3 separate regions of the Mus musculus genome follow, and all the other regions are linked to region 1. Evidence: chromatin contacts called from public HiCAR-type and HiChIP or PLAC-seq data. All regions are on one chromosome and are shown on one strand. Each heading gives the region's core, a stretch centred on a gene start, on an enhancer-like site or on the middle of the called end of the contact. The rest is flanking DNA. Distances are from core to core; before and after follow the strand shown.

Region 1 (4,780 bases), core at 1,529-4,028:
GAATGAAGGGCTAAACATGGCGGTGCACACCGGCAACCCCAGCACCTGGGAGGCCTGGTTTAAACAATGAGAACATGGTTAACAAACGCTAGTGATAGTGAGACCCTGTCCCCCAGAGAAAGAAAAGGAAAGGAGGAGAAGGAAAAGGAAGCGGGAGGGGATAAGGAAATGGCAAATAAGCTACCTGGAAGCATATGCAAAGGCCCTGGGGCTCTAGCATGGGAGTCTGCTTGATGGTCTGGTGGAAGAGAAAGTGAACAAAAGACAGGGTGTCCGAGCATAGAGGTCAAAAGGAAGAGGCCGAACGGGAAGAAGGTGTCAGAAACCAGGGTGTGGAGGTGCTACGGGCCACGTTAGCAAGATGGGCTTTTGTTATAAGAGCATTAGGAAGCCACTTAAGGCCTTCAACATCTTTTTAGTTTTGTTTTGTTTTGTTTTTTTATGTGATCTGCATTTTCCTAGGACTGCTATCTTAGGAAAGAGCCCAGAGAGGGAGAGAGAGGTTGCTAAATGTATGATGCATGTAGGCCATTTGACATGCTCTAACAGGGACCTTAGTGCCCAACGACAGAGCTGATGTTATCAGCGCTCATGAATTTCCAGCCCTTGCTCCCATTCTGAGCAGATGAAACAGGCTCACTGAGCAGCAGCTGCTGTCGTCAGGAGCAGGGGTTACGGGGTCAGCAGTGGAGAACTGGCCAGAGCACCCAGGCATTCCTCAGTGCTTATCAGAGGAGCCCCAGGTAACACAGGCACATCTCCCGAAGGCAGTTCATCTCCCATCCCAGCTGGAAGCCGGAGGCCGGCAGGGGTGACCCAGCAGGAAGACCAGGGCCACCTGAGCCAGGAGTACGTGCTAAAAGTGGTGAAGCCAGAAAATTAGGTCCAGAAAGGGCCTGTGGGGAAGGAGATGATGGGGGCTGTGAGGCAAGACCAGGTGCAAGTCACTAGCCTCACTCTGACTCCTCCTCTCAGCTGCAGATCTCTCCATCTCTCCTGAAAGCACAAACCTCACACTCCCTTTGGCCCACCCCTCCACCTGGAGCCCTGCCTGTCTCCTCTCCTTGTAAGCACCAAGAAATGGGAGCAACAGTGCCTTCTCGACCCACACCCTCCAGTTTCTGTACCCACCCCACGATTGAAATCACCCTGGTGCAAGTCCAAGAGCGTCCTGTGGCGCTCCCCGTTCCTTGCCTTCCCCTTCATAGCCTTCGCCCCGCCCCTCCTGGCCCTGATTCTCTATCCAGCTCCCTCTCCATGGGTGCCTCTCTCTCTACTGGCTCCCTAAAGCACTGTTGCTCCTGAGACCCCTGCCTGGCCCCAGTCCTGTGATGCGGTGTCTCCTGCTGGTGTCTTCCATTGGGCAGGAAGCCTCCTGCTGAACTCCCCAGCACCATGACCCTCTACAGGGGACCTTCCACCTCTTTCCCCACTTGTCCCTCTAGAAAACCCAAAGACCCCTTGCCACCACCCAAACAGAACCCACCAAAAGTACCACAGTTGCTTAGTGTGCCCCCAAATGTAACACGTGCACCCATAAACCACTGCGGGGACTGGTTCCAACCAGCCTTTCCTCTCCATTGGAAGATGGGGGTGGGGGAGGGGGGTTCACACATAGGTTTGGTCACAAATTCCATAGAATTCACAGGCTCATTAGAACATGTGTGTAACACAAAAATCTCCACTCTGGGCGCGATGGTGGCCGTTCATACAGAGCTGCCCAGCGCTTCCAGGGCTGAAGCCAAGAGAGCCACGCCTGCCTTCCTGCAGCTCTCCTTCTATAAACCCTGCACGTGTCTGTCTCATTTTATGTTGTTTGTTTTGTGACTGTCTCTCGTTTAGCCCAGGATGGCCTCAGACTTATTTCATAGAGAAGATGGCCTTGAAATCCTCATCCTCCTGTCTCCCAACTCCAAGCCCTCGAATTACGGGCATGCACCACCACACCCCCTTTCTGCCTCGGTGGGGACCCAACCCAAGGCTTTAAGTTTGCTAGCAGACTCGCTGAGCCACACCCCATCCTTCATTTCCCTGGTTTATTTGTTTGTTTGGTTGGTTGGTTTTGGATTTTGATCATTTTGGTGCTTAAAATGTCCCAGAGCATAGTGCTGAGATACGGTCTAGTCTCCAGAGCCCCAGAAGACTGTGATGTGCCTTAGGAGAGAAGGTGTGTGGCAGATAGGCTTCATCCAGGCATGCGCAACAACTGAGTCTCCGAGCTGAGATTCTCAGCACTCAAAAGGCTGAACCAGGAGCACCCAGAGTTGGAGGCCAACCTGCGCTGTCTCTAAAGAGACAAAAGCAAATGCAGGGACTGGAGAGTAACTGGAGGGTCAGATCAAGGATGTGAGAGCCCCACACAGGGATGAAGGACTTGCGCGCATGCGATGTGTGGGCTTCAGCTGCAGAACAAGGGCGGAGAGGGGCAATGGAGGAGGAGGGAAGAGGGAGGAGGGGAGGGAGGGAGAATGCAGTCATCAGCCCTTAGAAGCCCTCTTCGAAAGAGTTGGCCCGGGAGAATTCGGAAAGAAGAATTTATAGAGGGCAGGGCTAGCGTTTCATCCCCACACAAGGTTGGGGGTGAAAGGTCAAAGTGTAGGGGGTTCTCTTGAGAAGATGCTTGAAGTCTTGCTTTGGAAGGAGGGAAACCCCTAGGGCTTTTTTCTGGAGCTTCAACGGAGGCAGTCTTTGAGAGTCCTGGACCTAGCCAATGGCTAGGCAGCCCACAGCTCCTCCCACACACACACCCCTCCTGGCCAACAGGACACGCCTGGGCTGCTCAACAGCCTCTGCCCCAAGAATGAGCTTTACCAGAAACCCTTCCCTGATTCTGACATGAATTCTGATGCTTGCTGAACCCCAACTGCTGGCTTCCAGGAGCGGGTACTAAGGGAGCCCTAAGGAGTCGCTGCTCAGGTAAAGGACTCAGCACACCTAACCGGACCGAGTTCTCTGGAGGAGGTTGGAGGGTGGTGGCCTGGATGCATGGGCCATCCTGTGTCCTGATGAAGGGAGGCACTCCTTCCTGTATTCTGGGCTCTTCCTCTTCTCCCCAACCCGCAAAGGTGATGGAACTGGGGGCCTGGAGCTGAAGGAAAGGGGCTGAGTAGGGCGGAGCTCCGCTGCAGACAGCCCCAATTCTGGAGCAGCCCGCAGAGCCCTGGGGTTAGGGCTAGGCCTCCCTGGGTGTTCCTAGGACGCTGCCAGCCCCACCCACCTGAGACAGGACTGTACAGAGAAGTCAGTGACTCAAAGCCAGGCCACCACGTGGCCAAGTGGGGAGTGATATAGCCAGATGGGGTGAGGAATAGAGACACCCCTAGACGCTCTCACCCAAATTCCATCAGAAAGAAAAGGGAGACGCATGGGAGAGCAGGCCATTCACGAAAACTTGAGGAAAGGGCGCCAACTCAAAACTGGACAGTTTGCAGAGTGGACTCTGGAGCCAGCCAGCCTGAGTCTGAGTCCCGACTCTGTTACTTACTAGCTCTCTGGCTGCTAAATACCATACCCCATGCTATAAGGGGATAATACTGGTTTTCGGAAAATGCCTCTTACTGCACGATGGGAGTTGACCCTGCTTTGCAGCTGACCCTGCTGAGGTCAGATCGACTGTGACTTTCCACACAAGCCAGCACATTGAAGTGTGCGGCAGGGTGCGCATCGGGGTGCACAATGCCTTGGTCCCAGTATGCCTCCATCATTCCTCCAGGAATTGGTTAGAGAGGGCTTCCTACTGGGAGAAGCAGGGACTCTTTTGCACAAATGAAACTGAGTTAGTCACTCACACCAAGTTCACCAGCAGAACCCACCAGAAAGGCATGTGTCACACTGGTGTTTGACAAAGCTGTCCAACAAAAGATGATCAAAGCTAGGTGCAGATGAAAGGGGGCTCTGTGGTCAGAGGCACTCTGGTAATGCTGCCTCTTTGCATCCTGCTTTGAGGGAGTCACAAAGTGAATTCATTTATTAGCATGGGTGAGAAACGTGACCTGCTTAATTTTGATGAACGCAGCTACTTGCCAGGTTGCCTTGAACACAGAATTATTTTCTCTCGAGAATCTCTTTGTCTGCCTATGGGCCAGGGGTTTCGTGAAACAACCGTTTGGGAAAACTTGGCCCACCTGCTTGTTCTGGGGAGCCTCTTGTAAAAAGAGCACCGTGTCTCCCTACTTTAATCTAAGTCCATCTAATTACTAGTGTCTCACCTTCAGGTAAGCGGCACCTAATTGCCTGGACATTAACAGCAAAGAACAGAAAGTAGGTTCCCTTGGAGGGGGAGGTCGGAGGGGGAATAGCCCAAGGCTCGAGGACTCCGGATGACTGGTTCCTGGCATCAACACCCACCCTCTTTTATGAGCAGGGTTGCTCGAACTTAACTACCTGTGCCTCCATGCCAGCTCTGCCTTTAATAGTCAAGTAACCTTTATATACACCTCTAACCCTCAGTTTCTCTGAGCTATAAAATGGGGGTATAATACTGCCTAGTCCTGTGATGACACATCTCTGTGAAGTTCTCAAGCTGAGCACCCCCTAACGTGGGAAATGACATTCTCGTTCCCCTGCAGGAGCAGCCAGCCCTTGAGTCCACCATGAACTGGAGTGTTTTTGAGGGACTCCTGAGCGGAGTCAACAAGTACTCCACAGCCTTTGGTCGCATCTGGCTGTCTCTGGTCTTCGTCTTCCGTGTGCTGGTGTACCTGGTGACAGCTGAGCGCGTGTGGGGAGACGACCAGAAGGATTTTGACTGCAACACCAGGCAACCGGGCTGTACCAATGT
Region 2 (4,780 bases), core at 1,634-4,133, 1.5 Mb before region 1:
CTCTGTAGCCTCCAAGCTTTGGAATAAAGGTAAAAGCTGCAGGCCTAATTCTGGGTAGGGGGCCTGGAGACCCCAGATGTGTATGAGCCTGGACTCCTCTGCCTTCAAGACCCCGGGGCAAGTCCCCTCCCCCACTCTACCGGTTCTCCATCTGTCAAGTGTGCTCTGTACCAGATGATCTCCAAGGCTTTGGCAGCGTCTCCGTCATTCCCCAGGATAGGGGCCTCAGCACAGGCTCCAGCAGCCACCAGCGCTGCTAGAGGGATGAGCAGACCTTGAGGGTGGAGGTTGCCCCATCCCCAGCAGCTAATGAGCCTAGGAGAGGCAGAAGGGGGTGGAGTGTGGCCTGAACCCCACCTCTCAGCATAGCCTCCCGAAAGGGAGGCAAGTTTCTCTGCCAGCACCTGCCTAAGTCCAAAGGGGTTCATTGAGGCAAGTCTCTTCCTCAGGTGAGAGAGATGAGGCTAGCCAGCAGGGTACAGGGGTTCTGGAAAGATCTTGGGAGGAGGAAGGATGGCAATAGGAACTGCTGATGCTCCCACCCTACACACTTCAGATAAGGTCTTCCCAGGGCAGCCTCATCAAAGTCCAGGCAGGAGAGTAGGTATTTAAATTCCTGATTAAATATCTTGAGGGACATAGAACTCACCACTCACAGGTTAGTGACTCTATTTCTTATTCTTTTTTTTTTATATATATATGAAAAACATCTTCCACTTTGGAATCCTCCAGCTGGGGTGAACTTAGACCAAGTTTGGTCATTCATTCATTCATTCATTCATTCAAGTTTTATTGATAGGTCCTGTGGGCTAAGCCTGTGCCAGTTTGGGGACAATAAACATGCCAGGGAAAAAGCTGTTGCTACCTTGAGGTATTGTCTATGACTGGTATCCCAAAGCCAGGGAAGAGACTGGCTGGGCTGAAACTGCTCAGCTTGAGAAAAGAAGTCAAAGACGCTTGAGCATCATTAAATAGGCTTTAGTGGGTATCCTCCCACCAAGATTGTGTAACAGAATTCCACCAGGTGACTGTGTTACTGAGAATCCTCTAGTGGGGAGGATTTGGAAGATATGCTGCATTATCCGATTAAAGCGGATCGTGGAATGCTTCTCCTTAGAGTCCCACCCCTGAGGCGGCAACATCACCGTCCTCAGCAGCTAAGAGCTCTTGCTGAGGGCCTGGGTTTGATTCCCAGCACCCACGGTGGTGACTCACAATCGTGTGTAACTCCAGGTCCACAGGATCTGATGCCCTCCTCTGGCCTCTTGGTGCGCATGCACATGGTGCACATGCAGGCAAGATACTTGCACACAGACAATAAAATAATTGATTATTGATATCAATACTATCTTATTGATAGAAGACATCCAGGAAAATGTAGTTCTCAGCACGTGTATCTACCTATATTTCTTTCTCTCTATACAAACACACACACACACACACACACACACACACACACGACAATGGAGCTTGAGGAAAGGAAAATGTTTGGGTGGGGTCTTAGAGTATTAAACACACTGACCAGGGTCTTGCCCTCTTGTCAATGACAACGGAAAGGTTTAGGGGAGACTAGCTGCAGTTAAGGGCTATGTCCAATTGAGTACTCAAAGATTCGGATGTAGAAGACAAGAGGGGTCATCACCAGGCCTTGGGAATTCCTAGAAGCTTGTCTTCCCCTCCTCCAAATCTTGTCTAATTCTCCAAATCTTGAATCTTTAATTCCTGGTTCCACTCTCAATTGGCCCCTACTCTGGTTTAAATTTTAAAAAAAAGGTTCTTGTCATATCTGAACTTGAGGCCGACCTTAGACTCTCACCTCACATACCTTGATCTAATCTTGGCACCCAAACCTGCCCTCTGAACAATTTGCACGTCTTAAGCTTAACTCTCACTTTCATCATCCAACCGAGGCCCAGGCCTCACTCTAGATCTCAATGAACACCTGGAGCAGCAAGCCGCATCCCACAATGCCCCAAACATTCCAGAATTCTGTAGCTGCATTTAGAGTAGCTCACCCCTCCCACACACCCCACTTCGACTCCCAGGTTAGCTTTGATAGTGGTCCTTCCTTTGCCCAAAAGTCCAGAAGGAGCTGCTGTCTCCCATTCTGTCTCAGCCTCAGCCAGCATCTGGTCCAGCTGTAGCTTCCTCTCTCCATCATCCTATCCCACCTCGACCTGTCTCCCATCCAGATCTCTCTCAAGCCCATTTGACACAGTGATGCTCAAGGGACCCGCCCCTGCCCCGCCCCTCACAGGAGCCACGCCCCTTTGGCATTAAGCCGGCCTGTGGCCCTTGCCCCTATTGGAACCCTGACCCCACCTACAGCCCCGCCTGTCCGCCTCGCACCTGCAACTCCTCGAAGGCATCGTCGATGCCAGTGACCTGGTGTTGCTCGTGCAGCGCGGGCTCATCACAGAAGAAGCAGAGCAGTGCGCGGTCCGTGAGGCAGAAGAGCTTGACCTTGTCGTGAGCCTGGCAGGGTCGCGCGGCTCGGCGCGCGTTGAGGATGGCGTCCAGCGGGAAGGCGCTGTAGCGCTCCACGATGTTGGCCAGCTTGAGGCTGGGCGCGAGCGCGGGCTCGGCGAACGTGCGCCGGCACTCCGGGCAGTCGCGGGCGCCCTGAGCCTCCTGCCGCACCCAGTGCTCGGTGATGCAGCGGCGGCAGAAGTAGTGCTCGCAGCCCAGGCTCACCGGGTCCTGGTAGATGCTCAGGCAGATGGAGCACAGCAGCTCGTCCTTGAGGCTGCACGCCATGGCGCCAGGGGCGGCGCGAAGCGGAGCCCGGGAGGCCGGCGGCCGGCGCGGCGCGATTGGGGGCGGTACCCGGGGGCCAGGCCCACGGGGGCACGGGCGACAGGCGCCGGGGAGCGCGGGGGGAGCTGTCTGCGACGCCGGAGGCGCGAGGGCTCGGTGCCGAGTGGGTGCCACCCGGGATGCGAGCACCGGAGCTCGGTTTCGAGGTCCTAGGTGGCCACCAGCGATGGGCGCTGGAGGAGAGAGGCCGAGGGCGTCCCAAGGAAGGGGCTCCAGGCGAGGAGGATCTAGAGGACCAGACACTCCCAAGGGATAGATGCTGCGAGGAGGAGATCCCGAAGAGGGGCGGAATCCCGGGACCCGAAAAGCTTTGAGAGGGGGTCGAGCTGGGGATGGGGAATTCTGCGGGACAGAGCAGCCAGACCCAGCCGCACCGCGGCTTTGCCCGGCAGAGCAGAGGAGGGGTGCCGGCCCACTCAGCTGCCCGACCCTGGCCGCAGATCCCGGCCCCGCGCGGCCCCTTACCCGCACCAGCTCAGCGGCCACCGCTTCGGTCCAGCGCAGCCTCTCAACCCGGAACCAGCCGAGCCGAACTGCCCGGCGCCCAGGCTCCCTCTCCGCCCCCGCGGGCGGGACCCGAGCCGCTCCGCCCCCGCGGCGGGCGGGGGGAGGGGAGGGGCCTCCAGACCCCGCCTCGCTGCCACTGTGCTCCTGACCCCCAGGGACGGGAAAAACAGCTGTTTCTTCTGGGTCTGCACAGCTGTCAGGTTTGTTTAGGGTCCTGGCGGCAGGGGGCGAGAGGACAGCTAATGAAGAAAAAGTGAGAAGATAGCACCTAAGGAACATCTCTCCGGATGATCAATTTGAAGAACTAAGGGCAATAATAACTGAGTATTAAGACAAGACGGTGCTCTGTAGTCTGCATAGAATATATAATGTTTGCATAGATTGTAGTGATAAAATTAGAGACTTGCCCTGTTGGCATGGGCTAAGTTCAAAGTCGCCATTCTCCTAAACCTTTAGGTTCTATTTCCTCTTCCCTTTCTAAGGAGGGCTCTTAGTAGAAGATTGTGGAGAGAACCCTGCCTAACGTCTAGCTCAAAGGTTCTTTCCATTCATCGGATGTTTCTGCATTGCTGTGTGAGCATGTGTGTGAGTGTGTGTGTGTGTGTGTGTGTGTGTGTGTATAAGAAGTTGGAGTAAGAAAAAAAGTATAATGGGAGACCTTGTCATCTCTGCCAGATGGAGGGGAGGAAAGGGATTTCTAAGAAGGTGAAAGAGAGAGACAGACAGACAGAGAGACAGACAGAGACAGGGAGAACAGAAGCATGAGTGGGGGGGGGCACATGGAGACCTGCATGCTGTTCTGTTCTGTTCTGTTCTGTTGAGAGTGGGATAAGGAAGAAGTTTGGGGAAGGTGAAAGGCATGGGCATCTTAGAGAAGAATTTCTTGAAGGTGTTGGGCTTTCGAGCAGAAAAATGGCCTGCCTTGGTTTGGGTTTCTTGGTGTGCAAGATACACACTACATCATCAGTACAGTGAAGGAGGGGGACCCTTTGCATGCATGCAGTGCTAGGCACGGGTGAGCAACTGTGGCAAAGCCGAGGCCTGCAGGAGGAAGGAAAGGCTGGCCCCAGGGAGGTGGTTGCTGTCTCAGGACCTGCAAGAGGTCAGTTTGCACCGTGATTGTCTGTCAGGATAAGACCATCAGGAAAAAAAAAAAGCACCATGACAATTAGTGGTGGATAAAGGGGGTGATGGGGAGGAGGTATTGAGAGTGTGTTGCATAACTTTTCCTGTGGTGACATGAACAAAGGTATATTCATTCCAGACAGGGCATAGTGAACCAGTCGGTTTATTGGGGTTAGTTAAAGGAACATGGGTGACTCAAAGGATCCCACCCCAGCATGGGTGACAAGTCATGAAAGTCACATCCGTAGGATTCCCTGCTCTGCTTGCAGGCAGCTCTGCAGGCCTGACGGTCCCTTCTCCTTAGGGGAGGGGCTCCGTGCATCCTGTAACT
Region 3 (4,780 bases), core at 725-3,224, 1.4 Mb before region 1:
AGGAAAGATCAATTGTAAGCATGGCAGTTGATATGTGGCCAGTGTGGCAGGGCCTCAAAGGTCCTTATAGTCAGAGTTAGGCCACAGCCATCATCAGCATGTCACATAGTAGGTCCTCACGTGGTCAGGCAGGAAAGAGAAGACAAAGTGAAGGCATCTGGAGATCAAAAAAGGAGCCAACAGGATATCTACAACAGCACTGAGCTAAGGCTGTGGCGCCCCGCAGACCGGCATTCTCTCAGCTGCCTCTGGGCAAGACGGAAAGCCAGTCCAGAGGAGGAGGGTGCCAGGCCTGGTAGTTGCAGAGGGAAAGATGCGTGAGTCACTCAGGACTGGGGTGTCCCCGGTGCTGTCTGAGGCAGCCCTCCTGTTTGCTCCATGCTACAAAGTCCCATCTTCAAAGTACAGCTTGGATTTCCACAACCTTTCATAGAATTTCAGCTCTTGCCCAGCTCTGTACTCCCATGGTGTGGCGTAGTAGCAGGCACAAAATATGTGTCAAATGAGTATTTCTTGAACTGAACGGAACAGTTGAAGACGTGGAGAAAATGATTGGGAATGGCGGTTGATTTGGAATGCCGGTTCACCGGATGCATCTTCCTTTGTGAGGTGGGAGGAAATGCCTCCGTGAGATCCAACTGTAAGGTATTTTCTCAATTAGTGATCAAGGGGGAAAGGCCCCTTGTGGGTGGGACCATCTCTGGGCTGGTAGTCTCAGTTCTATAAGAGAGCAGGCTGAGCAAGCCAGGGGAAGCAAGCCAGTAAAGAACATCCCTCCATGGCCTCTGCATCAGCTCCTGCTTCCTGACCTGCTTGAGTTCCAGTCCTGACTTCCCTGGTGATGAACAGCAGTATGGAAGTGTAAGCCGAATAAACCCTTTCCTCCCCAACGGCTTCTTGGTCCTGATGTTTGTGCAGGAATAGAAACCCTGACTAAGACAGGGTGAAAGGAGAAATTCACACAACTGGTTTTCTCTTTCTTGGCACAAACACAGGCATGTCCGCACATAATGCAGGCACACGTGTATGCACGCATTCACACCCACCTTCGCCGTGAAGGATCCTGGGTAACCCCCCACCCCACCTCCCGCTGATAATTAATGAGTTCTGAGTTTTCCCTAAGCCTAAGAGTTTCGTAATCTAAATCTGGCCCTACACTGCTGGGATAACTTTCAAGGCTGGCTCTACTGTTTTAACAGGAAAATCGCTGGCAATTTCCACCTGCAGCTGGATAGCAGGCTCACCTGCATGCTTAGCTGTTTACTGCATTTTTTTTTTTCCCTAGTGAAAGTGTGACCCATTAATTTAGCAGCTGCTTTGGGAGGAATATACACAGTACTCAAGAATCCTTGAACCAGAAAGCATCACTCTGCCCAGCCTATCACAGATGGAAATCTCTGCCCCCTGACACAAATCCACTCTGTGATAAAACAGCTACGTGGCAGGCCTGCCCTTCAGAAGATTTCCCCTCGGAGTCAAAACCTGAGGCGGTTGAGGAGACTGAACAAAGGCCTGGCATCTGGAGGTCCATCTGAGTGAAAGGGGCCCAGGAGCTTCAGAGACTCTCCAACCCCCTTTTACAACAACACACTCCTCCTGGTCAGCAACTGTCTCCTCACCATCGGGTTGGGCCTGAGTGTTACCCAGAGCCCAGAGTTTATCACCCAGAATGGTGACTCAAAGGACCAAGCCTCTTAGTTGGAGCTATGGTCAGGTTGCCTTAGGTCTTGGCTGTCCCAGAGGCCGGGCCCACAGGACCCTTCTGCCTGCCCTCTTCTGCCTTCTATGATCCAGTCTCCCTAGCCCTAAGAAGGGCAAGGCCAGACCCCTTGCCTTCCCTTCCAAGGCTCAACATCCTAGGCTCCGCTCTCCTGCCCTGCCTCCCCTCCCCCATCCACACTCTTTCAGGGCATAAGGGACCTTTTCTATTTGCACAGCCTAAAGAAGCTGGTTGCCAAGGTGACAGGAGCAGGAACAGCAGGGAGCTTGCCATGGGGGAGGGGCTTTGCCCCCAAACAGCTGTCAGTGGGAGCAGTCCCAGCTGGGGCAGGAGGGCTTGCCTCTCTGGAGGAAACACCCCCAGGGAAGACACATTCCTCTTTGCTGCCCCTGCCCTCCCCCCGCAAGTCTCAACTGCCCACCTTCCTCCTGGGGCAGCCAGCCAGCTTTAAACAAAAATGCTCCCGTAACAAAACAGACTCTCCTCCAGTATACAGCGCTCTCTCACAAGCACAAGCATGCCTGCTCGGCTCTCCCGCCTTCGCCCCTTCCTCATTGACACACAGTGGGCTGGCTGGGCAGAAGGCCAGCCATCACCTCTGCGCCCGAGGAACTGTGCAGTCTGACAGGTGCTGCTTTGCTCTGTTCCCCCCAACCCCCATCAGGTTGAAAGAATTATTTCGGTCTTTTTTTTTGTTCCACAGGCCCAGAGAGGCCCAGTGGCTCCTAAGCCTCCCCCAGCTGCCTTCCTTTTGGGAGGTGAGAGTCGAGGAGTGGAGAGGCTTATGGAGGGGTGGGGGTTGGAGAGAAAGGAAGAATGGGCCAGACAGTGGGAGGCAGGAACAATGCCAAGCCCACTGATCTGCGTCTCTGGGGAGAGGGTCTTTGTATTCCTTAGCACACAGCTGCTCCACGGAAAGTTCTGTGGGGCCACCAGTCTCATCTGCATCACACCCACACTGTCAGGCTCAGCCCCAGGCTCTCAAGCCTGCTGTGGACCTTTCCGGGGCTCAAGAGCTTAGAGAGGTAGCCATTTGGATCTGCAAATCAACATACAGCCTTAGTTAGAACCCCCAGGTTCTCTGAGCATTGGGCTGGGAAGAGGAGAGGCAAGGAGGCCCCAAGTCACTGTAAGAATTGGGAGTGTCCCTTGGCCTGGTTGAGGGTGCAGAGCTGAGGATATGGGGTGTGGAGTTGGGCCCAGCCCCTCACTGACTACCCGTGATTTTGAGGACTGTATGATGCAAGTTCTTGGGGCGATCTCCCTGGGCCTCAGATTTCCCAACTGCCAAACAGAAAGGGCTCTCTCAGAGACAGAAAAACATGGCATGCACAGGATACAGGCTCTCCAACGAAGGATAGACTGCCTGTGGGTATCTTTCTTCTCTCTGTCCATCTTCTTGGAGATCATAGAGATGCCAGCAGCCTTGGAAGCCACTCAAGACCTGCTTTGCTCTGTTTCAAAATCCTTAGAATTTGGGGCTGGTTTCGATCTAGAGAGAAGCTACACTTTGGTCTGGGCAGGATTGAGATTCCCAAGGTACTGGGCCCTGAGATTGCTCCAGTGATAGAACTTAGAAGTGGAGCTTTGGCCCTCCCTTCAAGGCCTGGGGACCCTTGTGGAAAGGGGTTGGAAAGAGTGCTGGAGCCAGAGGTGATGGAGAACGAACGCCAAGGAAACAGTTTTCCAGACACAACAGGGCCAACGCATGGATGAACTCACAGAGACCGTGGCAGCACATATAGGGCCTGTCACTGACGAGAGGGGCAAGTGGACACGGGCTCCCAGCCCTAACCAAGATGCATCTACAACTGATACCCACTGGCAAAGGAACCACTCGTTTTCTCCAATGGCGTCTCACTGGTATATTAACCACACTTGAGGATAGGTCCTACACTCAAGAGTAATTGGCCAACACGAAACAAAGTCAATGCTAGTTTTGGAGAAATTTTATCTCGTTTTGTCTGGGCATGTTTGTCTTACTGGTCTTTGGCTTCTATGATTTCCATTTTTGATGTTTGTTTTTGTTTGCTTGTTTGTGTTTTTAAGAGGGAGAGAGAAGGTGGGTGGTTGGTGATGGGGAGAACCTGGTAGGAATGGAGGGGGGGGGGAGGTCAATATACTGTATGATTTTTTTCAGTAAAAAAATTAAATGTTATTGAATTAGAGGAGGAGGAGGAAGAAGAAGAGGAGGAGGAGGAGGAAGAAGAGGAGGAGGAGGAGGAGGAGAAGAGGAGGAGGAGGAAGAGGAGGAGGAGGAGGAAGAAAGAGGAGGAGCCTTGTTGCTCTAGCTCCAGGCTAATGTTCTAATCACATGTGCCCCTCCCCCCCCCCCCCCTAAGTCTGGCTGTCCAGCCTCAGTTTCTTTTTCCACCAAAGAACACAGCTGGAGCAGTCTCTGGAAATAGCAATGCCAGGCAGGGGGACAACTGGGAACCTTAGGCCTCTGCAGGGGGAGCCCTTCTCAGCTCAGGTAGGACCTATGCAAGTCAGTTAACCTGTCCTTTGTCCTGGGTGACTTCTGAAGTCTCCGAACGGTGAAGAAATGACTCGTATTCATGCGCTTGGCCTGTGCTTCCTTCAGTCTGCCTAGGGTGCCTACCCCTACTTGTGTGCCGGGCTACTGCTGCTCATTCTTCAAGATTCGGGTGCCAGCTGGCTGTGTTGGCATATACCTGTACCCCAGTATTCATGAGGCTGAGACAGGAAGATGGGGAGTTCCAGGCTGGCCTGGGCTACATAAAAAAACTCAGGTGCATCCTCTGAGAGACAGCACCCCAGAGTCAGCTGCCTGGTACTGAGTTGACTATCTGTGCCTGCCACACCTACAATGGATTAAAAGCCTGAATGGATTTGCTTTTAACTGTATATTCTCTTAGGTAAGAAAGCATAAGTTGACTTTTTTTTTTTAACCTTTTTTGGTGACAGTGGGCATCAAAGCCAGGGCTTCACATATTCTAGGTAAGTATTGTTGTATCACCAAGTTACACCCCAGCCTGATCACCTTGGTTTTAATGTAGTCATAGATTCTCAAGAAAACTTCAGAGACCGTGTGGCGTC

Evidence for each region. HiCAR-type assays count read pairs that join an accessible place to other places. HiChIP or PLAC-seq counts read pairs in DNA pulled down with a chosen protein or histone mark.
Region 2: a contact with region 1 is called in an H3K4me3 HiChIP or PLAC-seq map of embryonic forebrain, with 10 times the contacts expected there. The contact joins the promoter of Trim62 here to the promoter of Gjb5 in region 1. A contact is called at or near these places in 10 of 39 promoter capture datasets (the 3T3-L1 cell line, the C10 cell line, cranial neural crest and 6 more), 4 of 115 datasets of contacts at active chromatin or transcription factors (embryonic forebrain, forebrain, large pre-B cells and 1 more) and 1 of 9 other capture datasets (embryonic stem cells).
Region 3: a HiCAR-type map of astrocytes shows a contact between it and region 1, with 5 times the contacts expected there. The contact joins the enhancer-like site here to the promoter of Gjb5 in region 1. A contact is called at or near these places in 4 of 39 promoter capture datasets (the 3T3-L1 cell line, embryonic stem cells and hippocampal neurons), 17 of 484 Hi-C or Micro-C datasets (the Ba/F3 cell line, the HL-1 cell line, the N1E-115 cell line and 12 more), 14 of 115 datasets of contacts at active chromatin or transcription factors (astrocytes, craniofacial prominence, differentiating embryonic stem cells and 11 more) and 2 of 9 other capture datasets (embryonic stem cells and embryonic trunk).

The regions. Positions count from the first base shown.
Region 1 is chr4:127,356,162-127,360,941 of GRCm38.p6, reverse strand. Gjb5 (gap junction protein, beta 5) reads left to right here and starts at 2,778. Exons shown (of 2, transcript NM_010291.3): 1 at 2,778-2,916; 2 at 4,569-4,780. The coding sequence starts at 4,593.
Region 2 is chr4:128,882,147-128,886,926 of GRCm38.p6, reverse strand. It overlaps Trim62 (tripartite motif-containing 62), which reads right to left and starts at 2,883. Exons shown (of 5, transcript NM_178110.3): 1 at 2,350-2,883. The coding sequence starts at 2,757. Gm33760 (a long non-coding RNA gene) reads right to left here. Exons shown (of 3, transcript XR_003955115.1): 3 at 4,595-4,780.
Region 3 is chr4:128,713,220-128,717,999 of GRCm38.p6, reverse strand. All of the region lies in intron 7 of Phc2 (polyhomeotic 2), which reads right to left. Among named protein-coding and RNA genes, the nearest start is that of Gm33712, 12 kb to the left of the region's middle. RefSeq lists an enhancer at 985-3,586. Within about 2 kb of position 1,974, at least 118 of the 459 cell types and tissues checked have an H3K27ac peak or open chromatin away from gene starts, as enhancers often do. A contact at or near this core is called in the N1E-115 cell line, astrocytes, cortical neurons and 14 more, where this site is marked.